Regions from separate parts of the Mus musculus genome. Here all the other regions are linked to region 3. A link is a contact called in public Hi-C and HiChIP or PLAC-seq data. All regions are on one chromosome and are shown on one strand. The core of a region is the stretch at or near the end of the contact, and the rest is flanking DNA. Distances in the headings are between cores, read along the strand shown. Region 1 overlaps Carmil1 (capping protein regulator and myosin 1 linker 1). Region 2 overlaps Carmil1 (capping protein regulator and myosin 1 linker 1). Region 3 holds the start of H1f1 (H1.1 linker histone, cluster member).

Evidence for each region. Hi-C and Micro-C count contacts between places; a contact is called where the count stands out from the background. HiChIP or PLAC-seq counts read pairs in DNA pulled down with a chosen protein or histone mark.
Region 1: an H3K27ac HiChIP or PLAC-seq map of extraembryonic endoderm stem cells shows a contact between it and region 3, with 7 times the contacts expected there. The contact joins the enhancer-like site here to the promoter of H1f1 in region 3. A contact is called at or near these places in 3 of 39 promoter capture datasets (cranial neural crest, frontonasal cranial neural crest and second pharyngeal arch cranial neural crest), 5 of 115 datasets of contacts at active chromatin or transcription factors (embryonic basal ganglia, epiblast stem cells, extraembryonic endoderm stem cells and 2 more) and 1 of 9 other capture datasets (adipose tissue).
Region 2: a Hi-C map of the G1E-ER4 cell line shows a contact between it and region 3, with 4 times the contacts expected there. The contact joins the enhancer-like site here to the promoter of H1f1 in region 3. A contact is called at or near these places in 5 of 39 promoter capture datasets (cranial neural crest, erythroid cells, fetal liver and 2 more), 3 of 484 Hi-C or Micro-C datasets (all in the G1E-ER4 cell line), 2 of 115 datasets of contacts at active chromatin or transcription factors (embryonic midbrain and embryonic stem cells) and 1 of 9 other capture datasets (embryonic stem cells).

Annotation. Positions count from the first base shown.
Region 1 is chr13:24,245,753-24,249,896 of GRCm38.p6, forward strand. The region is part of intron 2 of Carmil1 (capping protein regulator and myosin 1 linker 1); the gene reads right to left. Among named protein-coding and RNA genes, the nearest start is that of Carmil1, 33 kb to the right of the region's middle. Within about 2 kb of position 2,444, at least 33 of the 459 cell types and tissues checked have an H3K27ac peak or open chromatin away from gene starts, as enhancers often do. A contact at or near this core is called in extraembryonic endoderm stem cells, where this site is marked.
Region 2 is chr13:24,157,971-24,161,633 of GRCm38.p6, forward strand. All of the region lies in intron 5 of Carmil1 (capping protein regulator and myosin 1 linker 1), which reads right to left. Among named protein-coding and RNA genes, the nearest start is that of Gm33573, 20 kb to the right of the region's middle. Within about 2 kb of position 1,876, at least 33 of the 459 cell types and tissues checked have an H3K27ac peak or open chromatin away from gene starts, as enhancers often do. A contact at or near this core is called in the G1E-ER4 cell line, erythroid cells and fetal liver, where this site is marked.
Region 3 is chr13:23,761,429-23,765,480 of GRCm38.p6, forward strand. It overlaps H1f1 (H1.1 linker histone, cluster member), which reads left to right and starts at 2,240. Exons shown (of 1, transcript NM_030609.3): 1 at 2,240-2,984. The coding sequence starts at 2,289. The coding sequence ends at 2,930. It overlaps H3c1 (H3 clustered histone 1), which reads right to left and starts at 958. Exons shown (of 1, transcript NM_013550.5): 1 at 457-958. The coding sequence starts at 925. The coding sequence ends at 515.

The sequences.
Region 1 (4,144 bases), core at 1,194-3,693, 480 kb after region 3:
ATACAACTCCTACCCTTAGGCTCCGTGGAATGTGTGGATGAGGGAACAAAAGATTGTTAAAGCCTGAACACTGTGGCATCTGCTACTAGCTAGAGACTATGTCCTCTAGACAGGGCAGGAAACACACCCATAGGATCTCAGCAATATGGTTGTACAGTGAGAATACCAACTGACAGTCAGAGGAACAGGAGAAATTCCACAAGGTCTCGCCCACAGGCAAGAGCTACAGGTGACCAATGTCTCCTCAGAGAAGGGCAATCACTTTTACCTCCCTCAGAGATTATGTATGCAGTCTCAAGTGTTCAGCCCTGCATACATGTACATAGGAGCAATACTAAATGGATTGTGAAGGTTATATATACATGTACACACAAGCAATACTAAATGGACTCGGAAGGTGTGTGTGCAATATTCATAATAAAAACGAGCATGAAGTTGGGAGGGAATAAGGGAGACGAAGGAGGAATTGGAAAGGCAAGAAGTATTTCACGGCATTGCTCACATGTCAAGCTAGTTATTCATTTATTTAGCCTTTAAAAGTGTCAAAGCATTCTAAACTCATAAGTGATCTGGGGCATTTATCTACAGAGTATAACCGAAACCGCAGCCAGGCCTTGGGAGGGGCAGTAGTAGTGGTTTGTTTGGGTTCGCTCTTTAAGGCAGGGTTTCAAGATGTGGGTGACCTTGAACTTTTGATCTTTCTGCCTCCACCTCCCACGTGCTGTGATCACAGGCGTGTGCCACTAGAGTGGGCTCGTTTTCCTTTTTGTTTTTTGTGCCAGTGGGCATTTGAGTCTATGAAGCTGAAGGTACAGGATGTGGAAAGATGGGGGATGGGATACTAGTCAGCCCTGCCACAATGAGTTCAAGGCCAACCTGGGCTACTTTAGACTCAGTCTCAAAAAGCTAAAGCAATAATAAGAGAAGCATCCTGAGCAGGAAACAAACGATGAGGACCCTGTCCTGTGGACAGGAGCCAGGATTCCTGTTTACCCTGCTAGGGAGATAACCCTGGGCAGGGCGAGCACAGAAGGGAAGGGCCAAAGGACCAGAGAGAGGCCTTTTCCTCTTTCTGGGTTGTCTAAGTTAGTGTTAATATTGTTGTGATAAAATTCTATGACCAAAAGCAACTTGGAAAGAGATATATTTATTTGGCTTCACTGTTAATCACTGAAGAAAGTCAGGACAGAAACTCAAAACTTGGAGGCAGGAGCTGATGCAGAGGCCATGGAGGGGTGCTGCTTACTGGCTTGCTCCTCAATGCTTGCTCAGCCTGCTTTCCTATAGAACCCAGGACCACCAGCCCAAGATGGCACTACACACAATGGCCTGGGCCCTACCCCATCAGGTGCTAATTAAGAAAATGGCTTACAGGCTTGGCTGCAGCCTGATCTTAGGGAGACATTTTCTCAACTGAGACTCCCTTCTCTCTGATGACTCTAGCTTGGATCAAGTTGACATAACACTAGCCAACACACGGGTATAAGTGGCCATCTGCCTTCATGCAATGGCTGTTGGTTGGGTTTCTCTCAACCGTCCCCACATTCCTGAACACAGTCTTGCTCATGAAGCAGGAAGAAATTCCATTCTGTTTGGTTTATATTCCCAGCTAAAATTACAGGAGACCCTAGAGCTTCTGAGTGTCTCCCTACTGGAGAGGGAGGACTCCAAACTGAAGAGGGAGGACTCCAACTGAAGAGGGAGGAAGGATTCACAAGGTCCAGGCCTCAAGCAGCTAGAGAAGCTGGCTCAGTTCCCTAAAGACCCACACAATGGCCCTTGCAGCTCAGAAGGGAAAACATTGCCTTCCCTCCCACTCACTGGCTCTCTCTGATCCCTAGATTTTTCTGTCTTCTTTTTTTTTCTTTTCTTTTTTTTTTTTTTTAACTGAGTCATGCAAAGGAAATTTCAAGCAGAGGCAGGGCAGAGGTGGGACACTACAGAGCCGGGCCAGCAGTCTCCTCAAGCAACGCAAACCTTATGGCCTTGCAATGTGGCCCACATGCCTTCTCAGTGAAAAAAAAGAAATAAGCCACTTGAAGGGGCAGGATGGGCAATCCTAAGATCACCCCTAGGCGGGGTGACAGAATTGCAAATAAAGAACCTGTTAGGTCTCCAAAGAAAGGTAGGGTGGCACATAATCTCAACCATTTGGGGGAGCGTAGGCAGGAGGATTATAGCAAATGTGAGCCCCAAACCATCCCGAACTACAGAGTGAAGCACCCTATCCTAAAAAAGAAAAAGAAAAACAGAGTTTCCTTCCATAATATGAATTTTTCCAACCAAGTGCTCTCGATTTTAGAGACTTGCCACACATGTGAATAAAAACAAACCAAACTGGGAATGAACAGTCAAGTTCCTGGTTTATCGTGGGTGGGTGTGAGCCCTCAGGAAGTCTTGCTCGTTCACATTTACAGAACTCAGCCTGCCTGCATAATGGATGGATTATGTTTGCAATGCTGGCCCTTTTCCTAATGGAGAAAAGGGAAGAAGAGGGAAGGGAAGACAGCCCAACACTCACAAACACCCTCAGCATCTGGACCTCCGAACAACTCCTGGGCTGTGTCTTGGGGGGGGCACACAATCTTGGACTAACACTAAGCAGAATTTCAGTAGGATCATTACAAGTAGGGGGGCCCACTCTCTGCTAAGGACACTGCAGAAAGCCCCAGAGGTCTGGCCACAGAGCTCAGAGGTGCAGATGGCACAGAACAAAGAAGAAACTTGACCCTCACTGTGACAAAATACCTTATTCTAAAAGTATTTGAGCCAGATTTGGTGGCATACATCTATAATTCCAAGCACTCAGGAGGCTGAGGCAGGAGGATTGCCACAAATATGAAGCCAACCTGAGCTACTTAACAAGACTCTGTCTCAAAACAAAGGAAGAATGTATTCAGTAACTAAAAATCTGATTTGAATGTTTTTGTTTTTTCTTTCCTTTGTGTGATGGACGATCCTGGCAGGAGTGAAGACATTCCAAAAGGACCCTAGTGCTCCTCCCTTTGGGCTATCTCAGTTGGCTATCAAACAATGGACCTCAGAAATTGGAACTTCCCCAGGAATTCTGGGAGTAGGACAAGACTGACACCTGACGCCAGCCACGAAAGAAGCTTGTCTCCCAGGAAGAGATCTCATGGCGTTCTGAGGACTTGTTAGACCACCATGCAGAAGAGCTAAAACAATGTCAGGTCTGTCATGGGAGCAGCCAGGCCGAGACCTGACCGTCTCGCTATGCATACCTCTTGTTCTCTATTTAAACATAAACCATGTATCAGAAGCCCCTGAAGATGAAGGTGGTTGGGAAGGGTCACTGGACCACTTTGTTCTTCCTACAATTCTTCCTCTCTCTTTTCCTTGTTTTGTTTAATTGGCCTATTGAGGGAGGACTGAGGCTAAGCCTAGTATGTAAGTGATGCCAGGCCATAGACTCTGACTCCAATAATTCCAGTGACTTTATTGCCTAGTCAGGGCCTACTAAGACAGAATCAGAGACCAGGATGCAAAGATGAGGGTGGAGGGTAGTATCTTCTGCAATCTTCTAGAATACTGGTTCTCAACCTGTGGGTTGCAACCAACCCCTTTGGGGGGTGGGGGTCAAAATGATATTTTCACAGGGGTCACCTAAGACCATCCTGAATATCAGATATTCTCATTAGGATTCATAACAGTAGAAAATACCATAATAAGTAACAATTAAAATAATTTTATGCTTGGGGACCACTACAACATAAGGAACTGTATTAAGGGGATAACAGAATTAGGAAGGATGAGGATCACTGCTCTGGAGACAGACAGCTTTTCACAACACAACTCTCAGCCCTCTGAGATCACAAGCCCCTTCATCCTTCCCTAACGTATCTTAGAATCACTGAACCATCTTTGGTGGGGCATACTTCATTCCTTGGGTACGGAAGGATTGGGGAGCAAAGTCAGTAGCTAGTAGTTTACTGCTTCACAATATAGCCATAGAACTTTCTGGAAGATAGGAAGGAAGCCCTATTCTCAGGGTGGAAGTGGAGATGGGGCTGAAAGCTATTGCAGGCCTTCGATCAAAACTGTCTTTCTGTTCCATATCACACGGTCTTAGGAACACATGGAGCTTTTACTCCTGGGCTTTTGTGTTTCTAAGGAATTGGCAGCC
Region 2 (3,663 bases), core at 626-3,125, 400 kb after region 3:
GCCTCGCTCCCATCCTAGACTCCTCGTTGGCTCGAGTAATGAACCAATGGTGGGTGGGACACACTTAATTTACAGGAGACTCAAAAGTTGCTGTGTGTGTGGCAAAACAAAAACAAAAATCAAAACACTCCAGGGAGCATATCAGTTCTTCACGAGTGTTTCACGGTAAGCTGCTGGCATGGAAATATCTGAATTATTTTAATAACTGAGTTAAAACTCTAACCCACTGTGAATCCAAAAAGTAACTGACTTCAACAATAACCATTTAAGCATCTTTTATAACATTTATTTGGCATGAAAGGTGTGTGTGTGTGTGTGTGTGTGTGTGGTATGTGTGTATGTGTGTGTTTGTGTGTAGGTACCACATGAGATATAGAGGGTTAGGGGACAATTTATGTGAGCCAGTTAGTTCATCCTTTCACCATGGAACCAGGATCGAACTCACATCAACAGGCTTGGCAGCAAGTGTTTTTACCTGCTGAGCCCTCTCATCAAGCCCAGTCCATGTTTTCATGATGTCATCCAGAGCAAGCTCATGCTGTCTGCTGCTACTTTGGAAAGTGAGGGGAATGTCAGACTGGTAAAACACATTCTTTTTCGGGGAATAGGGTTATTTTGGGTTTGGTTTTTTTGTTTTTTGAGAAAGGGTTTCTTCTATGCAGCTCTGGCTGTCCTGGAACTTGCTCTGTAGACCAGGCTGGCCTCCAACTCAGAGATCCAGCTACCTCTGCTTCCCAAGGGCTGGGATTAAAAGCCTATGCCACCACCACCCTGAAGTAAAATACTTTCTTTTCCATATAAATTCCTCTTAGAGCTGTTTTCTTTAAAGTAACTGCATTTTCTCACCAGATTTATCAATGTTTGTCTTCATAGAGAAATTCACAGAATCATTTTGTTTAGTAGTAAAGAGTACTGCTGTAATATACCAAACTTAACAGCCAGTCCTTAAAAGTATCACACTCATGAAAAGATCATGAAGCATGCCAAAACCATATCACATAGCCACTGCGCTGCTCTGACTTTGCTTGTCAATATAGAAAATAAACATTTTTTAAAATGAAGAAAAATATTATATTTAGGTAAAGCCAAAAATTCAGATTTGAAAATTAAAGTTTCATTTGTTTCAAACAGATATATTGGCGGGCTGTTCTTTTGTTTGTTGTTGAGACAGGTCTTGCTGTTGTATCAGGCTGGCCTTGAACTTGAAACACCTACCTCCATCTGCAGAATACTGTGACTGCCACAAGCTTGTGGCCAGTCTGAGCTACAGTGTTTTGGGGGTGTCAGGAAGAGTGCCTCCTATATATTAGGTACTAGGGACTGAGGAACAAACCTGGTGACAACCAAAGAGCTTAAGGGTAAAGGAGACAGCACGAGCAGGCATGGCCTGTAGCCTACTCCTCTTACCTTCTCATGACACACACATTTAATTCAGCTCTCTGCACTAAAGAGTATGCTTGATCACACCCTGCTCAGTCACCCGCTCTGTTTTTCTCTAGAACTCGCTCAAGCCATGGGCTTTAATATCACCCATTTTCAACACTGACAAACATTCCCTAAAATCCCTCAGGGCCCTCAAGCTACTTCCTATTCAGCAGTTCTTCAAAGTAACACTTCCCTGAGAACATATCCACTCTCTCACTCCTGAGCAATCTGGACAGTCCATGTGAGCCTACGGAGGGAGTTTCATAATCAGGCATAATAGAGCTAGTCAGGAAGGAAGCCTTCATGGAAAGGATTGGAAGTGCAAGCCTCTGTCCTATTCTGAAATAGGCTGAACATGTAGGAAAGTAACAGTCTTCTGGGCCGGGCTATACAGTTTCAGCTTTATCAGGAATCGAGCCGTCAGACAGTTCTGCAAGACACAGATAGCACTTGAGTCATACAAAGATAACTGCTATCAGTATGGAGTGCTGCTTGCACAGAAAAGCAAGGTCATAAGACCAGTTACAGAGATGCCTCAGAGGAGAAAGCTACACGGTCTGAATTTAGGCAAGGGAAACGAAAAGAAAGACAAAGGGCCCAGCCAAGACTCACCTAGATGACACCAAGAGCCTGGTAACTAGCCCATGGCTCCCTTTTCATGAGATCACGAACAACAAAGCCAATCTGTGCGTGATAAGGGCAGGGTTTTCTTTTTTAAAGGGTAAGATAAACAGTTCTTTGGGGATAGATTGAGTGTATGTAGCTTGAGGTCACCCCTATGGAGACGTGTGCCTGCCATTGAAGGGGAGAATGCAGGTCACAGGCAGGGAAATGTCAGGGACTAAGTAGCCAATGCTATACCAAAGCTGCCTAGCTACAGATGGGCAGCTACATGATGTTACACTGAAAATACTATTCTGTACTAAGTGCTCTCAGGAAGGAAAAACAAACAAACAAACAAAACAAACAAACAAACAAAACAGAAAACAAAAATAGGGCTAGAGAGATGGCTCAGCAGTTAAGAGCACTGACTGCTCTTCCTGAGGTTCTCAGTTCAATTTCCAGCAACCACATGGTAGCTCACAATCATTTGTAATGGGATCCAATGCCCTCTTACTGGTGTGTCTAAAGACAATATACTCATCAACTACACATCAAATAATATATAAATCTTTAAAAACAAACAAAAACAACAACAAAATACATCCAAATCCAAAATTAAATTGGTAATATCCGCACACTTGAATGAGGTGGAAATTTCTGGTTTCTTTGAAGACTCAATTGTGTCATGTCATGTTTTTCTGTAAACTCTCCTATGAAAGGACGTTTTGCTGAGAAGAGCTAAGTGGTGTTTTTCTAGAAGCAGCCTGGAAAAAGGGCACTTGATGTTCTGTTAGAGCAGGCACTTGAGAGAACACGTTTGGAAAGGGTATAAATATTTCACAACAGACAGTGGACAGCACTGTGTGGTATTGGTTCACCTTGGCACTCTTTGTTGGTCATCATTTCTCATAACTTCATAGAGAGAAATGCACCAAAGAACTTCTGGTGGTATTCTGGCAGCTTCTTGTAGATTGGATTCACCCCAAAGAACTATTTCTAAACAGGTCCACATCCTCCTTTGCCCTATTAACCTTTCCTTTCCACTACCTCTGGTGGGTGGTGGGCTAGAAGGGAAGTTAAAGCATTTAAGTACACTTATTTAAAATGGTTTTGAAAAATATAAGCCTACACCTGAACTCCTAGGAATTTAATAAACAAATAAATAAGTACTGAAGAAAATGGAGGGTCTCAACGCAGCACATGGGAGCCTAAGGCAGAAGAATGTTGATTTCAAAGTTCAATGCCAGCTCAACTATATAGCGAGACAAAAAAGGAAAAGGGGCGGGAGGCAGAAGGAAGAAAAGAGGGGCGGAGCTAGGAGTGGGTGGAGGGATGAGGAAAGGCAAGGAAAGGAAGAAGGTGAGAAGGGGGAGGGAAAGAGGGAGGGAGGAAAGGAGGGAGGGAAAGAATCATAGAAACTCCAACCCTGCTCTGAAGAACAGGTATCCTAAGCCCTTATTAAACACATTGCAGTTGCTTATTTCATCAGGGCTCATCTGGCATGAAGGGAGGACATTACAAGGAAACACATGTACAAAGAACATTGCTGAAGCCAACACCCAGGCAGGAAAGGGAAAGGAGCTTCTCGAGCTAAGAAGCAAGAGTCCCACACAATTAACAACTGCTTAAAGCCTC
Region 3 (4,052 bases), core at 990-3,489:
GAAAGCGCGCCGGCGGGAAAGCGACATCACTGATCCCTCCTCTCAGCCATGCCGGGAAAGACGCAAAAGCCCGCCGGCGGGAAAGTGACTTCACAAATTCCGCCCCTCAGTCACGACCAGAAAGCGCGCCGGCGGGAAAGTGATGTCACATATCTCGCCCATCAGCCCCGCCCCGAAAGCCGGACGGCGGGAAAAGTGACATCACAGACCCCTCTCTGGATCGGAGCCCTATAAGGACCGAAAGCCTGCGAGTAGGTCACGTCAGAGATCCGACCTGTACACTTTACGCATATTCCACGGGTAAAACCAGACAATCAGTTGACCTATTTTGTACTTGATATCAACTTTGGGCTGTTATAAACTCAAGTTTTGGGGAATATCCACCGTTATAGACACTAGGGAATATATAGGTTCGTTTAAGGATGGAGTAAATTACAGCCATTTTACTTGAAATCGTGTGTGGCTCTGAAAAGAGCCTTTGGTTAATTCCGTAGAACTGTACGGAACTGTACAATTACGCCCTCTCCCCGCGGATGCGGCGGGCCAGTTGGATGTCCTTGGGCATGATGGTGACACGCTTGGCGTGGATGGCGCACAGGTTGGTGTCCTCAAACAGACCCACAAGGTAGGCCTCACAGGCCTCCTGCAGAGCCATGACGGCCGAGCTCTGGAAGCGCAGGTCGGTCTTGAAGTCCTGCGCGATCTCGCGCACCAGGCGCTGGAACGGCAGCTTGCGGATCAGCAGCTCGGTCGACTTCTGGTAGCGCCGGATCTCGCGCAGCGCCACGGTGCCGGGACGGTAGCGGTGAGGCTTCTTCACGCCGCCGGTGGCCGGGGCGCTCTTGCGGGCGGCTTTGGTGGCTAGCTGCTTGCGCGGGGCCTTGCCGCCGGTGGACTTGCGAGCGGTCTGCTTAGTACGAGCCATAGCAAAAACTAGAAAGCAAGCTGGTGAGCACTTGGAGATGGTGAGTTCAGAACTACTATTTATAGTATGCAAAGGATAGTGATTGGATGAAAATACTGGTTATCTGTGACGTTTAAGACTCTGATTGGTTTATGTTTAAGAACTGCAGTTGAGGCTAAGGTAGTCTGCCGCGGTACTTATTTTTGTATGTGTGTGTTTTAAAGTAAATGGAATAAAATTCCAGTGACTGTTATCTTCTACAGCACATCTGCTTCCAAACACATTGCAGCTTGGACTTAGTGGCATTGAAGAATAGAGAACAATCTTGTTATCTTCATTATTGAAATGTAACAATGTGACTTCTACATTGAAGGAGAGTAGGCCAGATTCTACCTTTTGATTGGTTTACTGCCTTTCGTAAATAGCCACTAAAACAGCAGATTTAGAACTCTTCATTTGCGTGGAAAGTCTCCATTTTGTTGCAACCCACACTGTAAAGAAATGGAGAGAAACATGGGAGTAAAAGTACAGACGTCTGACTCGGGTTATTCTGAGCATTTCTTCATTAAATGGCTGTACTTGTATGGATGCTTTGAGTTCTTGCATTTGGAGCTTGAATTTTCAAAATACTTTCACGCATTTTTGGCCAGATATCACTGATACGTTCGAAAACAATTTTTTAACTATAAACTATAGAAATCGTCATACCATGTTAGGATTGCACTTTTAAATTCTTTAAAAAAAAAAATGGGCAAGACTTTCCCAGAGCTATTGTGTACTTGCATATCCTGGGAAAAGTCGTGTCCTGCCTTTTCTCTTTTTATTTGAGCCACTACTGGCTCACAATATGAAATCACTGTCGCAAGCTGACACTCCTTAAAAGAACACTAAGCCTCTTGCATAACTAAAATATAAAGTAACGATACATTGCTCCCATTACTGCCAAGAATCAATACTGAAACCCGCAGAGAAGGCCCACAAGCTGGCTTTCTGGGTTTTAATTGACTAATTTACAGCCACCTTTCACTAGTTGAGCTCCTTTTTGATAGGCATCTACCACTTTCTGATGATAAAACAGGAGAGTACAAGGAGAATCTGCTGTGGTTGAAATTCCACCTCAAGCAGCCAGCCGGAGAAGTTTTGAGGCCGCCTCCTCTACCTGCAAAAACACGAAGCTAGGTCGGTGGAATCGCAAAGGAGTTAGTTTCTGAAATCTTGCAGGCAGACAGGCGCACGGGAGGCGGGGCCTTAGGGTCCAGGGGGCGGGCGTTAGCATTCACCAATCACAGCACAGCACTGCTCTATAAATACTCCGTGCAGGGGCCTTGTCTTTCTACTTCTTTTCTTCGTCTTGGGTATAGCTGTTGTTTATTCATCAGCAACCATGTCGGAGACGGCGCCAGTCGCTCAGGCTGCTTCTACTGCCACGGAGAAACCTGCTGCTGCAAAGAAGACCAAGAAGCCGGCAAAAGCTGCCGCTCCTCGGAAGAAGCCCGCGGGACCTTCGGTGTCGGAGCTCATCGTGCAGGCAGTTTCTTCTTCCAAAGAGCGCAGTGGCGTGTCCTTGGCCGCGCTCAAGAAGTCGCTGGCTGCGGCGGGATACGATGTGGAGAAGAACAACAGCCGCATCAAACTGGGGCTGAAAAGCCTGGTGAATAAAGGCACACTGGTGCAGACCAAGGGCACCGGCGCTGCTGGCTCTTTTAAGCTGAACAAGAAGGCTGAGTCCAAGGCCATCACCACCAAGGTGTCAGTGAAGGCGAAAGCATCCGGGGCTGCTAAGAAACCTAAGAAGACTGCTGGGGCTGCAGCTAAGAAGACTGTCAAGACTCCGAAGAAGCCCAAGAAGCCTGCAGTTTCCAAGAAGACTTCCAAGAGCCCCAAGAAGCCGAAGGTGGTGAAGGCCAAGAAGGTAGCCAAAAGCCCTGCCAAGGCGAAGGCAGTGAAGCCTAAGGCTTCCAAGGCGAAAGTGACAAAGCCAAAGACCCCAGCTAAGCCCAAGAAGGCAGCGCCCAAGAAAAAGTGAACAGTTGGAGGCTTCTTCTATAAATAACCCAACGGCTCTTTTCAGAGCCACCAACATAACTCAAAGAGCCTGACACTTGTTTCACACTATAACAACTGCATTTGGGTACAAGCCTGGTGGGATTTAGGCATTATTAATTTCCCCCAGTAAACTGACAATTTGGGTCAGTCTAGTTTCTAGTTTTATTTCCCTGAGATTCTGGGAAAACAGCCTTGTTAGCCCTGGGAGGCGCTACCCTCTCCAGGTGTGGTGGATAAGCTCTCTATGGTATGGTAGTGCAATGGCCTGGGTGCCTCAACCAGATAAGGTCCTATTTTGCCAATGAGGATGAGAACTCAGGTGCTTGATCAGTAAGAGTGGGCTGCAGCAAGGGTTCACATGCAATAGAGTTTTTTTTGTTTTGTTTTTTTAGGGGGGGGGGGGGGGCCCGAGACCGGTTTCTCAGTGTAGCCCTGACTGTCCTTGAACTCACTCTAGACCAGGCTGGCCTTGAACTAAGAAATCCGCCTGCCTCTGCAGTGCTGGAATTAAAGGCGAACGCCACCACGCCCGGCTGCAATAGAGTTTTTTTAATTCAAGCCCACCAAGACTGTTCCTTACAGGAATGCTAGGTGCTTGGAGGCTTGGTTTTGTGAGGAAGTGGTTATCTCCCATGTACTGCAATGTTCACAGGCAGCTCTTGAAGCCTTTATTGATTTTTGCTAAGTAGCCACTTTTGTCCCTGCATTGATCCTCCTTCCTCCAAAGAGCTAGAGTTAACGCCCCACACCGTGATTTGCTGGGCTCCCTTATTCTGAGCTCAGTTTTTAAATTATTGGGGGTGGGGGGATTGTCTGGAAGTTGAGGGGCAACTTGAAATTGGTTCTCTTCCACTACTTGAGTCCAGGAGACTAGTTAAAGTCATCAGGCTTGGCGGCAAGTTCCTCTTACTCTGAGTGTCTTCTGGCCCTGAATTTAACTTTGTTGTCCTCTTTCAACAAAAAATTAGAAAACCAAGTGTCTGAGGCATTGGCCTGTTATCTCAAGTACACAGGAGGCCAAAGTAGTTTGGATCCTGAATTCAGGCTAGTCTGGGCTATAGAGTCAGAGGCTGTCTTAAACAATTATTTGGTTGGTTGTGGG